2 separate regions of the Capsicum annuum genome follow, and region 1 is linked to region 2. A link is a contact called in public Hi-C data. All regions are on one chromosome and are shown on one strand. The core of a region is the stretch at or near the end of the contact, and the rest is flanking DNA. Distances in the headings are between cores, read along the strand shown.

The links. Hi-C and Micro-C count contacts between places; a contact is called where the count stands out from the background.
Region 1: a contact with region 2 is called in a Hi-C map of bud, with 4 times the contacts expected there. The contact joins the promoter of LOC107851996 here to the promoter of LOC107851995 in region 2. A contact is called at or near these places in 3 of 5 Hi-C or Micro-C datasets (bud, leaf and placenta).

Annotation. Positions count from the first base shown.
Region 1 is chr12:24,273,391-24,279,140 of UCD10Xv1.1, forward strand. It overlaps LOC107851996 ((S)-coclaurine N-methyltransferase), which reads right to left and starts at 3,489. Exons shown (of 8, transcript XM_016697042.2): 1 at 3,062-3,489. The coding sequence starts at 3,251.
Region 2 is chr12:24,117,839-24,123,736 of UCD10Xv1.1, forward strand. LOC107851995 (nudix hydrolase 26, chloroplastic) reads left to right here and starts at 1,367. Exons shown (of 7, transcript XM_016697040.2): 1 at 1,367-1,696; 2 at 2,383-2,433; 3 at 5,493-5,585; 4 at 5,832-5,898. The coding sequence starts at 1,442.

The DNA of each region.
Region 1 (5,750 bases), core at 2,239-4,738, 160 kb after region 2:
GGAACTACTCTTAAGAGGTCGTTTCTTTTGATGTTTTAATTCAAATAATATTGGCACGATATAATTGTCAAAATAAAAAAGAATAACATTATATATATCTGTAATATATTATGTATACTATTAAGATATATAGATACACTAGTACATACTGAAAATGAAAAAGGACTCAATCGTTCAATATTAAATATTAGCACAAAATATATTTGGTATATTATGAATATGAGTTAACATACCAATAGTCACAGTGTTCATTGTAATTAGTATACAACACAATACCCAAAATTATATCGGTATACCAAATAATATATTACGTTGAATAAACTTAAATAAAAAATATATGAACATACTATTTGTTAAAAATAAACCTAAATCAGGTCTACTAGTATACTAAATTGTATGCTATTTGTGGTTCAAACAATTCTTCAATTTTTTTCAACACTTCAAAAGTATACACAGTTGTTTTCTTAGAAATTTGTATACTAAATAGTATATATATGGATTGTTTTCTTAGAAATTGTAAAAAATACGTTTCTCTTGAAAAGAAATTCTTACAAAATCAATTTAACAAAAGAAAATATCATAAAGGACAAATAAGTTAAATCATATATTGTTTTTTTATATCAATATTATAGGTTAAACATTTATTATAAAAGAAACTAATATAAGAAAGCTAAGCATAGTAAAAAAAATAAGGTATGTAAAAATTAATCAAACTTGAGAGGAAGTTTAGGTAATTACTCCTTTAGTTTTCTTTTTTTCTTTTGACTATAACCACTCTGTAAATAAATTACTGTAAGTGATTTATCAAATCAATATTATCATGTCATCGAGATAGAGTTTTCTACACCGTTGAAATTGATAAATGATTGTCAATTTGTTTTACTTTCTCTTAAAAGAATAATTTATTTTAATTTGACATAAAAATTTAAAAAAATAAAGAAATTTTTTTAATTTTATGACAATTTTATGGCTTTAAACTAAATTCTGTCAAATAAATTAAAACTAGAGGTGTATGGCCTGTGTCAGCACAGGCCCAACACTATAAATATTTTTTAGCACTAAAATTTGATATTGATGAGATACAAACATAAATGTACATTGATTTAATTAAATATTATTAATTCTGATATATAAATGACTTATAATAATTAATTAGGGGTAATATAGTAAAAAATATTATTATTTATAATGCATAAATGACTTATAATAATTAATTAGGGCTAATATAGTAAATCACGGAGCAATTAGGGATAATATAGGCAGTCATGTCATCTATTTTTAATTAAATATTATTAATTTTTTAATACATAAATGACTTATAATAATTAATTAGGGATAATATAATTAAAAAATATTATTAATTCTAATATATCAATGACTTATAATAATTAATTAGGGGTAATATATAAATTATGGAGCAATTAAGGGTAATATAGTAAATGATGAAGCAGTGGTCGAAATCAAATGACTTATAATAATTAATTAGGGATAATATAGTAAAAAAATATTATTAATTCTAATATATAAGTGATTTATAATAATTAATTAGTGGTAATATAGTAAATTACGGAGCAATTAGGGGTAATATAGGCAGACAGATCATCTATTTTTAATTAAATATTATTAATTTTTTATTACATAAATGACTTGTAATAATTAATTAGAGATGATATAGTAAAATCACGATTAAAGCAGCTGAAACAAACGTTATAAATTTCTAGTTTTTAATTAAATATATTAATTCTAATATATAAATGACTTATAATAATTAATTATGGGTAATATAGTAAATCACGTAGCAATTAGGGATAATATAGTAAATGACGAAGCACTGGTTGAAACCAGTGCAGGCAGACATGTCATCTATTTTTTAATTAAATATTATTAATTTTTTAATATATAAATGGCTTATAATGATTAATTAGGGATGATATAGTAAAATCACGATTAAAACAGCTGAAACAAATGTCATAAATATCTATTTTTTAATTAAATATTATTAATTCTAATATATAAATGACTGATAATAATTAATTAGGGATAATATAATAAAAAAATATTATTAATTCTAATATATAAATGACTTATAATAATTAATTAGGGATAATATAGTAAATTACAGAGCAATTAGGGGTAATATGGTAAATGATAGGGGGTAATTTAGTAATTTAATTTTTTGAATAAAATATTATTAATTTTTCAATACATAAATGACTTATAATAATTAATTAGGGATGATATAGTAAAATCACGGTTAAAGCAGTTGAAACAAACATTATAAATATATTTTTTTTAATTAAATATTATTAATTTTCTATAAATGACTTATAATAATTAATTAGGGGCAATATAATAAAAAAATATTATTAATTCTAATATATAAATGACTTATAATAATTAATTAGGAATAATATAATAAATCACAGAACAATTAGGGTGTAATATAGTAAAGAATGGGGTAAAAAAGTAAATCCATGAAAAGCAATGGATATTTTTTATATAATAGATATTTTTTAATATTGAAAAGCAAAATTTAAAGTGTTGTTAAAAAGAAATATTCTTTTTAAAATTATTTTCAAAACTAAGGGCAGTAAAAATCAATAATGAATGGCATATTGCGTCAAGTACCTAGCTAGCACATCACATTAAGATAAGGATCATATCTAGAGAGAAGCAATGATAGCTGAATTTTTGTAACTTGCCACAGGATTTTGGGTGGGAAAAAAAAAAACTAGTTTATTTTACTTTCGTATATCAGGATTTTCAATTGTTTTACTTCGGCTTATGTTAATTTGACACAGCTCTTAACAATCATTAATAATGAATTAGAACTTTAAATTTGATTTTTAATACTCTATAATAGAGTTATTTAATATTAAGAATATTTTTAAAAAAAAAGTAAAAAATCTCTCCTAAGTTATGAAAATTTCCAAGAAAACTGAAAGGAATTTATGGAAAACACCTGTGTGATAGTGATACGAATTACATACACTTTACTAAGTTTGATATTTACTCAATGTCGTGCTAAAAAAGAAGAGGTTTAGAGATCAGTAGTGCGTACAATGTACAAAGTGGAGAAGATGAGAGAGCTGAAGCTCGGCTGATGGGTTGTAACCAGAGCGAAGTCGGGTAGCTAAGAGCAGTCTTGTGAGGCGTCGTATAACGGCATCTGGCAAGAGGTTGCGCTCCAGCAAAGACAGCATCAAACGTACCGTAGCATCATATGGCACCGCCACTATGCCATCCATCATTCTTTCTCTAATCTGCTTAAGGAGAATGGAAGAAGGGAAGAATATAATGATCGATGTGGATAGGGACAAGTGGACTTTCTCTTATTTTGTTGGCTTATCTACAAGTTATGGAGCCCCGGCGCACCCATTCTATCGTCAAGGCCGAAAATTCCAAACTAAAATTCACATCAATGATATGGTAGTTGCAAAGAGCTTTCCCTTTCTGGTAATTTTCATACATATAATAAAATTGCTATCTTATTATCCTTTTATCTCATTTTACCTAATATACTTTGATTTGACTTATTATTTAAGAAAAATAAAATTTAAAATTTATGATCTGAAATAATCTTGGATATTTGTGTGATTGCAAATTATTTTATTAAGAATATAAAAGAAATTTTAGAGCAAAATTTATTTATTTTTTTTAGTTATTCTAGGTAACATTCTTAAAAAAACATGACATTATGAGACGGAGGTAGTCATATGTATACATATATGTAAACTACTATTTTCTCATTATTAATTAATATATGGGCTCGTTTAGGTGAGTACTAGAAACCTCTATCCATGTAAGGCACGGGCATTTTGACAACACTAATGTGTAAAAGAGATTCAACTTTGGGGAAGATTATTTTCTACTTATTTAATTGTTTAGTATAGGAGTAAAAGAAAAGAAATGTAGTACAATGAACCGATGTTAACATAATATATACATTCAGTATAGTCATTTAATAAGGAACAAAACGATATTTATAAAAAAATACTATCATGTAAAATTCAATTACAAAGGTCTAAATAAAAATATTATTAAAATGATACATGAGTACAAAACTAATAAAGATAAGAAAAAAATAATATACATGTGTAACCATTTTATTGCATCATAAAAATAAGGATAAAATAAATAAATATAAGGAAAAAAACTCATGTATAGGTAACCATTTTATTTAATACTATATATAAGTGAAGGTTGAGGTGGCTAAAATTATCGAAATACCCTTGGTAGTCACCCCAACCTTCACTTATATATAGTAGTAAAAAATAATATACTTGTGTAACCATTTTATTACACTATAAAAATAAGGACAAAACTAATAAATCTAACAAAAAAAATCACATGCATTTGTAACCATTTTATTTATTACTATATATAAGTGAAGGTTGGGGTGACTAAAATTACCGAAATACCTTTGATAGTCACCCCAACTTTCAATTATATATAGTAGTAATAGTAATTTATTAGTTTTATCCTCATTTTTATGATGCAATAAAATAGTTACACATGCATATTGTTTTTTTTCTTATATTTATTAGTTTTGTCCTCACATTTTAATAACATTTTTATTTAGACCTTTGTAATTGAATTATACATGATAGTAATTTTTTATAAATATCTTTTTATTTCTTATTAAATTACTTTTTTTTTATACCCCAGGGGTATTTCGATAATTTTATAGTGCAATAAAATGGTTACATATGCATATTGTTTTTCTTATATTTATTAGTTTTGTCGTCATTTTTATGGTGCAATAAAATGGTTACACATGCATATTATTTTTTTATTATATTTATTAGTTTTGTCCTCATGTATTATTTTAATAATATTTTTATTTAGACCTTTGTAATTGAATTATAATGATAGTAATTTTTTATAAATATCTTTTTGTTCCTTATTAAATGACTACCAAAGGTATTTCGATAATTTTATGATGCAATAAATATTTTAAAATCGATGTATGTATCTATTTTATTTACTACTATATATAAGTGAAGGTTGGGTGACTAAAATTACCGAAATACCCTTGATAGTAGTAATAATGTAATAGTAATAATAATAATAATAATAATAATAATAATAATAGTAATAGTAATAGTAAAAAAAATTAATAATAATAATAATAGCAGCAGCAGCAGTAGTAACAACAGTAGTAGTATTAGTAGGAGTAGTAGTAGTAGAAGCAGCAGCAGTAGTAGGAATAGCAGCAGTAATAGCAGCAACAGTAATAGTAGCAGCAGCAATAGCAGCAGCTGCAGCAGCAACAGTAATATTAGTAGTAGTAGTAATAGTAGTAGTAGCAGCAGCAGCAATAGGAGTAGTAATAGTAGTAGTAAGATAAGGAGTATAAAACAGAAATAGAAAATTAAAAAATTATATTATATTATACATATATATATTATATATTATTATTATATTATATTATATTATATTTATTTTTTCTACTAATATATTTCTATTTCTATATTATATAAGAGTTGGTTTCGACATGGGTGTAAAATGTCAACAAATTTTAGAGCTAAGGATAAATATGAGTTTTCACAAATTTATAGTGCAACCTGTCATTCAACCTACATTAAGGGGTCGTTTGGTTTGAAAACAAGTTATATCAAGATTAGTCATGTTGGGATAAGTTATGATGGGATAAGTTATATTGGGATTATTTTTTATTGAGTGTTTGATTTGTTGTATTAAAAGTAATATGCATGGTATAATTTCTAGGAATAAATTGATTGATTACC
Region 2 (5,898 bases), core at 117-2,616:
ATTTGACTATGAAGTACTCTAGACCTAGATCGATAAGAGAGAAGTTTTCTACTATCTTCCATAGGTTGGTGAGCTTCTTTTTTAAGTATTAATGGTTGAGCTTTCTGCCCACTAGTTTAATTATTACCGAGAATCTCTAAGAGGCATAGAGGCGTTGATGATCCTCTGCCGAGAGATGAATTGTTCCGTCAAGGTTATTCAACAGGTTGCCTGAGGATTCAGAGGCCATTAGGGGTATAAGATTAGCGATATGAGGAATACTCCCTGTAACAATGTCGCTAAAGGAGATCTGGTTAGGGGGTCGATAGCTATAAGACCATCTCATAGATCGGGGGGTTCTGGTGGGGAAGAGTTTGGATTTGGAGGGTTTGTCATGCTCCGAGAAAGGGATAACAAGGATGGGAGTTTAGAGAGAGGTTGGTCCTTCTATCTCTAAGAGTTTTTTGTATGACAAAACTTCTTAACTTCCTTATGAAGTTGCCTTTGATTTTATTTGTTATTACCACAAATAGTGAAAAGAGCATCATTGATATGTTTGTCTTCCGCCCTGACCCAACAACTATTGTGGGTGGTTCGGCAACCCAAAAGATAATATTGCAACTTTTAACTATTTTTTCCTCGATTACTTGTATGAGCTTTTATTTCTAAACATATAACAAACTTTTTCTTACATAATTATTAAAAATCTATTTTACTACTTTTAAGAATGATATGATAAAATAAATCAAATCAATTATATCTTTGGTATGTTATATAACTTACTGTAACCTCATAGCAAATTTTAATCGACCACCAGTATAATCTTTTAGAAAGGAAATAATTGAATAAACATTCAGTTGAGAAATTACTGCAGGTAATTAAATTATATAATATAAGTTGACATTATGTAAAAATTGTCATTTAAAATAGTTCAATTAATTTCATAATCTTCACTATAATTTTTTGCTCTCTGTAACATACTTGTTTGGCTGAAGGCTTCCAAACACATCGTAAGTTCTTACAATTTAGAGTGCTTGTCCTAAACTTTAAATGGAGGGCAAAATTATCATATTTTGCATAATTTAAGGACAAAATTGGATATTTCTTCTTGTTTTGGAGCAATAAAAAAAGAGTATTTTTGAGTTATTTTATTATTTGTAGGATATATTTAAGTCAAATATATAATGAGATGTACTTTTGCAATAAAAATATAAACTATCAAAGAATATGGTGCGGTGGACAGAACTACTCCTCCGTTAATCCAGAGTTTTGAGTTTGAGTGTTGAATTAATTGAGTTTCAATATGAATTTTGGACACCAAATAAAAATTAAAATAAATAAAAATATAAAGTAACTAAATTGCCAATTGCCAATTGCCAATTGAATATATTTGACTTTTGCAAGTGAATATAAACCAATTGCCAATTGGTACCCAAATACAATGTTTTTGGGAATATGTTAAATGGCATTATTTTGTCGATCCATCATCTCTACCTTTCCACTACCTCGTTTTCCATTGCAACTCAATACCTCAATTCCTTCCCCATATTACCCTCCTAAATCCCACCAAATTACCGCTTTGCCACTCCTTCGTTGCAAAACAGTTTCGTTTGCTTCACTGTCATCACAGTCGCCATCATCATCATCAATGGAAAATCCACCAGAAGGTTACAGAAGAAACGTCGGCATTTGTCTTATGAACCCTTCCAATAAAAAGGTCTCTTCTCTTTCCTCATTTAATAAAGCAATCTATGTATGTTAGTATAGTACTCTCTCTGTCCCAATTTACCTGACATAATTGGTATTTCAGAGTCACTTATGTGGCATAGTTGAAATTTCGAAAGTCATATACTGTGGCATAGTTGAAATTTTAAGAATCAACCAAATTTATGTATGCTATTTAGTACTCCCACAGTTAGAATTTAGAGATTGATTTACTTGGCACATGTGGAATTTCGAGCCATTTACGTGGCACCATTGGAATTTTTGTTAGTTTATTTATGTGGCACAGTTGAAATTTCGAGTGTCATTTATGTGGCACAGTTTGAATTTGGAGAGTCATTCGCGTGATGCACTTGAAATTTCGAGTGTCATTTCCGTGGCACAATTGAAATAATGAAATTTCAAGTCACTTATGTTGCCCACTTGGAATTTTGAGTCATTGAAGTAGCACAGTTGAAATTTCACGAGTAATTTCGAGGATCCTGTTTTTCTTTGACTGAAATTTCTTTATAGTTTCGAATGTATAAATTTTATTTCAAGAAACTTGAATTCATTCTCTAAGTCTAGAAATTTAAATTTTGAAATTTCAAATGTGACACGTAGCTTGGGACAGAGGGAGTATTTGTTTTCTCTTTGATTGAACTCTCTTTTTCTCAAAAATTTAAATGTAAAATTGTGCAGATTTTTGCTGCTTCAAGGCTTGATATACCAAGTGCTTGGCAAATGCCGCAGGTAAATGATGTAAATTTCAATTGGGTTTCTAGTAATTCTTTTTGTTTCAATTGTTGAAATGTGTTATATTTGAACTCAAATAGCGTAGTCACTTATGGTTGTTGGGGTTGGGTGGGTGGGTAGGGCAAGTTGATCGTCTACCTAGAAATTCTTCTTCAGAGCTAAGTCCTAAGGAGGTAGGTTGGAGTGTACATGAGTAGTTTAGTGTCTCAAACATGGAATGTAGTACTAAAGGTTCCAAACCTTTCGTGAGTGACTATAAAGTATTTGGATGAGGTGATTAGCAGGACAGGACACATCTTGAGCTTGCCGAGGTCCGAGGTCATGTGCTTAAATAGGAGGGTTTGGAGATTGCGGATTAGGATGGAAGTTTAGTTGGTAGTTGAGTGTTCTCTCATTTTCGTGCATGATAGGATTGGTGGTAGTACTTGGACCTTCTTTCTTACTAGTGATATCAGCACTAGTCTCGTAGTTTCGTGTTCTTCGATTTCAATTATCACTTGTGTTTTTGTGCTTCGATTATCGCATTATTTTGTTGGCAAAATTGTTCTTTCCATTGTATGTTTTGTGTTGCTCCATTTCACGTTATTTCATTGTTGTTATTGCTCTCATGTCTGTATTCTCTTTTTCAAACTACTTGGAAATTCCTTAATTTAAGCCGAGGGTCTATTGGAAACAACCTTTCTATCTCTATGAGGTAGGGTTAAGGTCTGCGTACACTCTATCCTCCCTAGACCCCACTTGTTCACACTGGGTATGTTGTTGTCCTTGGGGTTTCCACCACAAACGGGTCAAGGTTGTAAAACTCTTTCTTGTCTAGACATATCCAAATTTTGATGCCCAATACTCCGTAGATAGTTCGAACTGTATAAGAACAACAGTCAACTTTAGCTTGAATAGGGGAACTCTACCTTCTCTGATCCATTAGACACGTACAATTTCTTTGCCATCGATAAGCCCCACTATTTGTATTTAAATTCCTTCTGTATGGTGGGTGAGGTAGTTCTCCTTTTGTTTCAATTTATATGACATTCCTTATATTCCGGGGCATTCTAAATATTTGACAGTCCATTTATATTCATCAAGCTAACTTTTTAATCTTCACGTTAGTATTGTCTTCTACTTTGGTTATATATAAGTTGATCCAACATATTGAACACCTTGTCCAGTTAAACACCTTTGTATAGAATCTTAATTTTGGCCTAACGCATCAATTGATTTCTTGTCACAGAGGTGAATAGTATTCGCCCTAACTTGCTAAGAACATGTCTGGATGAGGTAACCTGTAATCATAAGCTAAAACATAGCTGATTGTGTTGCGGAATGAACCCAAATATCCTCACTAAAACTTAGCCACTGTTTAAAGCTAGCTATGTTGTCCCACTAATCATATCTGACTTCCTATCACAATCTACTACGGTAATCTACTATCTGACATGTGGATGATAGTAATCCATGAGTTTCTCATGGAAGTTGGAAGTATTTATAGGTGCCTCTTAAGTCCAAGAAGAGTCAAGAATCGTTCTTTAATTATAGTGATCAACAATCCGACAAGGAAAAGAAAATTTGCTTTAACACAGTGTAATCTTGATTGAGAAGGACAATGCAATAGGACCAACTATAGTACTGCAGTCCCGTAATTCTTCCCTGAACCTTGGATTATCAATTATCTGTTGGGATAATGATAAGGCATTTTATGTGCTGAAAGTTGTTTAGGAAATGGACCTTGGTTCTACTCAACCCAAAAAGTTAGCTCATGTGAGGATTGCAAAGACCATATAAGAAGATAATAACCTATTTCATCTACCGATGTGGGATATCTTACATCCCCTGCATGTCCTATGTTGGACATCAGGTTCGTGGATAGTATAACACGGGAGGTTCAATCCCAGTATTGAGATGGGTGTGGTCTAATATCACATTATGAAAATAAATCTTGGACTTAACACTAATTGCTAGTTGACAAGATCAGGATTTCCAAAAACTATATTAGAAACAACAATTCGTTCCACCAACCTTTACTGACTAGTCCATAGCGCCCTTGAACAGTTGAACAAACTGAAAGGACCTCTAATCAGCTCACTCTGAGGTTTGAATGTGGGACATTTAGCAAAAGCATGGATGACCTATATGGTGCAGCTTTTGGGTAATACATTTTAACAAATGTGAATGTTTAGAAGTGGTTCTGATGGGTTCCAGTAAACATGGATCTTTGAAACTTGGCAATAAGAGCGGAAATGGGGTTTAACATTTATGATGCCATATATACCCTTAAAATAAGTAAGTTACACTAAGAAATGGGTTTCTAGGAAAATTTAGTTTAGTTCCAAAACTAATGGCTCATGTTTGGCTACTACCATATTGACAATTTTGCCTTTTTCACGTTCTAAATGTGATTCTAAGTTTAACATGCGTGTACATAATGGGTCATGATCCAAAATAATGTGGTCACTTGAATCAAATTTGATTCATTGAGGCACAAGAGAAGACATCATACTAATCTATCTTGATGTCTTTGTCGAAGAAGGCTCTTTGGCAGGTCTCTTTTCCACATATGTATCAAGGCTCTATTTAAAATGGAAAGTGACTTTTAAAAATTGATGTAATGAAACTTCTTGAATTTTTTAAAATGCAGCAACAAAGACAAGAAATGATCAATCATCTTTCTAATCAGAAAAAACAAAGTTGCATTGCAAGGTCCAACTATTTGTAGTGAAATGCCTTTGATACATCTTCAAATATGGTTGTGTTTCATAAATGTGAAGTGCATGTCTATGCTTCTTCATGGGGAGAAGGTCTTGTATAGAAATAATTAAGCTTGTAAGATCTCAAGGTTCAGTTCTGGTTTGGCATCCTAGAAACCTTCATATGCACTTCCCTTTATTTGTCAATATTCACTTGTTCTCTGAAGATGTTAAGTTTTCTTCGATTTGAAATTTGGTATTTCATTTGCCATAAAAATTAGAATAAAAGAAAAAGTTAGAAGAACTGTATATTTTTTTCGAAAGCTTTGTCCTCTGCAATAAAATAAAGAACAACATATCTGGGTTTTTGATCAGGGTGGAGTTGATGACAACGAAGATCCGAGAAATGCTGCCATCAGGGAATTAAGAGAGGAAACTGGGGTTACTTCAGCTGAAATTGTTGCTGAGGTATGAAAATAGATTCTGCTGTCATCTTGAATTTGTCGTGTTTTATTTCTTTGGTTGCTCCATTCAAGGAAGGCCAGGAACAAGGAGTTTTAACCAGCTCAACAAAATGGCTGTGTTCCCACCGTTTAAAGTTGGCTTCCCTCAGCTGAAGAAACCTGAGTATATGAGATCCTTTTTCTGAATTAGATGCAATCTCCTGATTTGAGTAGCAGTAGTCTGGTTATTGATGTTCTGAATCTGATGTAGGTTCCACATTGGGTAACATATGATTTCCCTCTAGATGTTAGAGAAAAGCTACGGCATCAATGGGGAT